Linked DNA regions of Neogale vison: region 2 is linked to region 1. The links are chromatin contacts, called in public Hi-C maps. All regions are on one chromosome and are shown on one strand. Each heading gives the region's core, a stretch centred on a gene start, on an enhancer-like site or on the middle of the called end of the contact. The rest is flanking DNA. Distances are from core to core; before and after follow the strand shown. Region 1 holds the start of NPTN (neuroplastin). Region 2 overlaps CD276 (CD276 antigen).

Evidence for each region. Hi-C and Micro-C count contacts between places; a contact is called where the count stands out from the background.
Region 2: a contact with region 1 is called in a Hi-C map of muscle, with 5 times the contacts expected there. The contact joins the enhancer-like site here to the promoter of NPTN in region 1. A contact is called at or near these places in 2 of 3 Hi-C or Micro-C datasets (fibroblasts and muscle).

What each region holds. Positions count from the first base shown.
Region 1 is chr13:116,014,748-116,017,471 of ASM_NN_V1, forward strand. NPTN (neuroplastin) reads right to left here and starts at 1,351. Exons shown (of 9, transcript XM_044231797.1): 1 at 1,097-1,351. The coding sequence starts at 1,187.
Region 2 is chr13:116,067,472-116,070,195 of ASM_NN_V1, forward strand. CD276 (CD276 antigen) reads left to right here. Exons shown (of 10, transcript XM_044229623.1): 2 at 1,411-1,549. The coding sequence starts at 1,465. Among named protein-coding and RNA genes, the nearest start is that of CD276, 13 kb to the left of the region's middle. Within about 2 kb of position 1,415, the one cell type or tissue checked has open chromatin away from gene starts, as enhancers often do. A contact at or near this core is called in fibroblasts, where this site is marked.

The sequences.
Region 1 (2,724 bases), core at 101-2,600:
CCACTGCCTCCATCTCCCTGTCTTCAGATTCAGTCCCACCCCTGCAGTTCCAGTTATGTGTCTCTGCCTTCCCAAAGCCCTAAACAGTATCATACAACACTCGCCACAACTCAGCTCCTCCCGACCCTAACATAGTCTCTACACTGCAAACTAACATTACACCCCCGGCTTCCTGTATTTTACTCCCTTTCCTTATTTTGTCTTTCCCCCACCCCCATCTCTGTACCCAGGCACCCTTATTGCTCTAATAAATATTCCCCCTACCTCAGTTTCAACCCTTTCTCCCCATCCTCTGCTCGTTTTTTCCTCTCCTTATTTAGAAACTCCTTTTTGCTCTCCCAACCACTACCCTAGAATGCCCAACACTCCACCCTCCTTAGCAAACCCAGCCCTCTTCCCCCATCTCGTTGAGAGCCACAGCTGTTTCTCTTTCCAGATCCCTTACTGCAGTCAACCCACTACCTTAGCTTTCCACCTACCTTCCCTCCACCTCCACATCTAAGGTTCCGCGAGTCTTTACCCCTCCTTGGGGCTCTAGTACTCTGCTCAGTGTTCTTCAGGACTCCCCTCCCCCCAGTGTCTCCTTTTCTTTTTTTTTTTTTTTTTTTTTAGGGATGTCAGCTGTCTCACAGGGCCCCCGTAGAATCCTAGATAACCCCAGTGCCCGGGACCCCCGTCCTCTTGGGAAGCCTTAGTGACACCACTCCCGTCGCCTTAAACATAAATACCTGGATTCTACCGCCTTCTTTAAATGCTGCGCCCCCTCCTCATCCGCCCCCGCTACTCCAGCTCCTCACGTCGGCTTCCCAGTGTCCCCTCCCCGGCTCGCAGCGACGAGCCCCACGATGTGGAGCCTGTAAGTCCGCAACACCACAGGCTCCTAACGGACGCCCCCACCTCTCGGACCGGCGCCTCGGTTCTCACACCCGCGCCTCTTCGAACTCCCGACCCGCATCTCCCCTCGGGTGCGCAGCCCTTCATACTCTCGACAGGCCCTCTTCCCCTTGCTCCTGCACCTCCTCGGGCCCGGGACGGCCTCCTCCGGTCGCCGGCGTCCCTCGGCCCCCGCCCGGCCCGCCCCCGGCACCCCGCTTACCGTTCTGAGCGGCGCCTGGCCCTGGGAGGAGGGAGCCAGAGACCAGCAACAGCGAGAGGGCCAAGGCGCTGGGAAGCGACGAGCCCGACATCCTCCCTGCGGAAGACCGAACAGCGAATGGGCCGGGGCCAGAGCCGGGGCCGGGGCCAGGGCCGGGGAAGGGAGGGGAGGGAGGGAGGGGGCGGGCGAGTGCGCGAGGGAGTGAGCGAGGGAGGCAGCAACAGCTAGGCTCCGTCCTTCTCCGTCCTCCTCCTACCGCCGCAGCGCCCAAGCCTCGCGAGATCTTCGCTCCGGGGCCGTGGGCGGTTAAAGAGAGACGGCGGCAAAGCTCGCGAGAAGAAGCGGCCTCGACTGATGCTCCCGCCCCTCAGACCGGTGTCCCGCCCCTGCAGAGGCTGATTGGCCTAGAGCTAGATGGGTCACGTGCCAAGGGCACTTCTGGCCACGTGACGGGGCGGGGCGGGGTTCCTCCACTCCTTTGGCCTTGGTGGAACCGTAGGCTGTGCTTTTTGCTTACCCTCTGTGAGACGGGAGCGCCCATAAACAAGAGGAAGCTTTGGGGACACAATATGTTTCCTTCTCTCATCCTGCTTTTCATTTGTTGGAGCTCTAGGCTGCTCTCATCGTCTCCAAAATCCTGTTCGGTCTTCCTTCTGGACTTTGACCTCAGACCCCTACAGGCATCTGGCTCCAACCTTCTACTTCCGCCTGTTTTAATCCTCCAGGCATAGTGACGTCCTCCACGTGTTCGATATTACCCTGTGCTTTCTGCATTTGCTCCCGCCCCTTGAGATGTCCTCCTTTTCCGTGCGCTTCTCCTCCTCCTCCCCCATTCTGACCTTATTTTAATTTCACAGAATCTCACGGCCTGAAGTTCAGCTAGCCTAATTGCGCATCCATAGACACTAAATGCTACAAGAAAGTCATCATGTACTAACTTACATGAAGAATCTTCAGAAGCATTTTTATGCAGTGAGCATTTATTGAGTACCTGCTGGGTACCAAGTTTTCACATCTGCTGTGAAACCCAGATGTAAATATTGTCCCCATTTTCATAAAGTTCACAACCTAATCTGTCAGAGGAACAAGGAAGAGGACGAATGACGGCATAGCAAAACGACCCATAGGAAAGGAGTCAGAGAAGAGTTCTGCCATGTGGTCGCTACTGTTTGTATGGAATTGAGAAATGCACTTTTTAAGGGTATTTTTTTGAACTGCTATCAGCACCGTCGATCCTTGGCCATCAAAGGAGTTTCCGTAGCTTAGCTTATCTCTGAGTCAGACCAGACATCCTGGGGAGTGTCTGTGGAGTGAAATTGTGAGAAGACAAGTAAACAGTTCTGGTGATCTGAGTCAATTGAAAGATAGAGCTTCAGGAACCAAAAGGAAGGAACACTCACCAAGACCTTCACAGGCTCGAGTCAAAGTAGTCTCAAGGTTTCAGCATGAACTGGACAGCTGGTGGTTTCAGACTGAGCTTTCAAGCAAACACTGGGACTACAGCTGTGGCATGTTGCGGATGGAACGGAAACCAATATCCTCTGAGACTTTAGGTGTGTGTGTGACCAAGGGATTGGCAGGTGTCCTAGGATAAATAGGCCATTCTGCAGACAGCTGTATATGCAGGC
Region 2 (2,724 bases), core at 165-2,664, 53 kb after region 1:
ACCCGAAGCCTTGGCAGCTCGCTAACTAGCAGATTATATCACATTACCAAAGGCACCTCGCTTACAGGGGCTTTATTTTTTTCTCTTGCAAAATGGGACTGAGTGGATCTGGCTGTCTCCCTGGGTGGTTGTGAAAACGTCAACTCAACTGTGTTTTGTTTTGTTTTGTTTTTTTAAAGATTTTATTTATTTATTTATTTATTTATTTGACAGAGATCACAAGTAGGCAGAGAGGAAGGCAGAGAGAGGTTCCCTGCTGAGCAGAGAGCCTGATGTGGGGCTCTATCCCAGGATCCTGGGATCATGACCTGATCCAAAGGCAGAGGCTTTAACCCACTAAGCATCCAAGCACCCTCGACCTTGTTCTTGTTGAACAGTGCTGGATAGCTAAGTCCACACTGCTTATGTGGCTTCCCTGGGACATGGGAACAATCAGACAGCAGCTATGGGATGGGGTGAAGGTGGGTTCAGCCCCCCGGGTCAGACACCGTGAGGGGGCAGCCAGGATCAGGAGCAGGGCTGGGCCCAGGGAGGTCTCCTCTACGGCCTCTCACTCAGCCTCACTCCAGCCTCTGGTGTTCGCCCCAGACCTGGCCTCTGAGTGTCCGATTAGCAAGTGTGCTCTTTCTTGGGCCCCATCCCCTGATACCAGCTGCCTCCTAGTACTCTCTCCGGGAGGTGTCTGCACAAACACTGCTAACTTCACACGTGCAACACTGACCACCTCCATGTTCTGTCTCAGTGACTGCCCATCCCTCTCATGAGGCTCAAAACCTCCGCTGGCCTGACTGCCCCCTTCCTCTCTCCCCACGCCCTCCAACGCTGTTGTTCTCACCCAGACCTGCTTTATCTCTTCTCCTGTATCCTGCAGATGCTAACAGTCGTCTTTATGGAGCACAGCTCCGACCATATCCTTTCTCCTGTTCCAGAACTGTCAGAGGCTCCCAGTTACCTTCAGGATAAGCTTCAGACCTTTCAGCTTGTCTTTCCGTCTGGCTCCCGCCTCAGCCTTTACTCTCCCCACCAGCTGGCGTCTGGAGTCAAACTGAGCAAACTGATCTGCGCACATTCTTGCCCTGGGCCGGCCAGCCTTGCCTCTACTTGCCACCTTGCCTCATCTTCCTCGTATGTTGTACCAACATCTCAGTTCTGAAGGGGTGGGTCCCAGCTGCCCCCTGCCCAGTGTGCCCTGGTCTAACCTCCCCAGTGACTCAGTTCCCTCCTGCCAGCATGTCTCAAAAAAAAAAAAAAAAAAAAGCCCTCAGTGGGGAGCCTTGTAGAGTGTGGAAGGGAGGACCCGCCACTGGGCGGTTGCAGACTTCCCTGAGCTGGTTAGGGGGCGGGGATGAAGTGAAGGCGGGCCTGGGGAAGACCCTTGGAGACAAAGGCCTCACTTCCTCTTCCTCACAGGCAGGGGCAGCCTTCCACCACGGAGAGCCCAGCTGTCAGCTGCCTCTTGGGAAGATGCTGTGTTGCCGGGCCAGCGCGGGTGTGGGCATGCGTGTGCCCTTGGCCACGGCCCTGGCAGCGCTGTGGGTCTGCGTCACAGGTGAGGGGAGCAGTGTGGGGGCTGGAGGGAGGGGGGGGCACCCATTCCCAGCAGGGCTCCTGCCGAGCCCTTTTGTGTAGCAGGGATGGGGAGGGTTTTGGCCAACGTCCTCCCACTGTCCCCTGTTGCCTGTCCACTCATTTCTACCGGGTTTCCATAGGCAACTTACTCTGCATTTCTTAACCCATCTCCTCTACTATAATTTGGTCATGTGAGCACTTACTGTGATAATGTGTATCTTGAACACACAGTGTGCATGCTCCCTCCTGAGGGCCTTTGCATGTACTGTTCCCTCTGCCTGGAACTTTCTGTGCCCACACATAGGCATGACTTGATCCTTTATTTCATTCAGGTCTTTGCTCTGATGTCACCTCCTCAGCAAAGTTTTTTTGGCTACCTTGTGTAACACAGCACACCACTTCTCCCTACCCTCGACCTTACTTTGTCATGCTGCTTCCTGGCCTTTACCTCTGCCTGACATGTTGTACATTCATCTGCTTCTTGTCCGCTCTGCTCAAAGAGCAGGGTCTGTCCTCAGTGACAGGACTGGTTCCAGCCACATAGTAGCTGCTCAGTAACCATGTTGGATAAATGATGTAACTCTTCCCACACAGCTCTTGGCACAGAGTCAGCATTCAATAACGGCATTATTTTTAATAACAACGTCCTCATCCTATTTTAAATCCTTACCAGCCCCTGGCAGAGGGCAGGACTGCCTTCCTCTGCCGTAGGTGAAGACAAAGCTGAGTGTCTGGTGCCACCTGCTGGTCATAGGGAGGAGCAACTCTGGTTGTGGCTGCTCTGATTTCTCTGAAGCGCTTTGGGTGATTCCTTGGGTTACATTCCTAAATGCCCCCTATAAGGGACACCAGTTGGAGAGCGGCCTGGGACATGTGGTTGCAGCGAGAGATCCAGGGCCAGCATAAGACCTTTAGAGACCTCTACACACGGGAAAGATCATGATAGCCTTTCCCTGTAATTCGCAGTAAAAATACTATTTTTCTAAATGCAAGAAGCCTTTAATGGGTGCTATATCCAGTCAGCGTTGTATCAAGACTGTTTGGTTTTTACGTTTTTTGAGTGTTCCTGCTTTGCTAGTGCCCAGAGCACCCACTTACCCAAGAATGGCAGTGCCAGAGTAGGGAGCATGTCTCCCCAAAGAAAAGGCTCAGGGA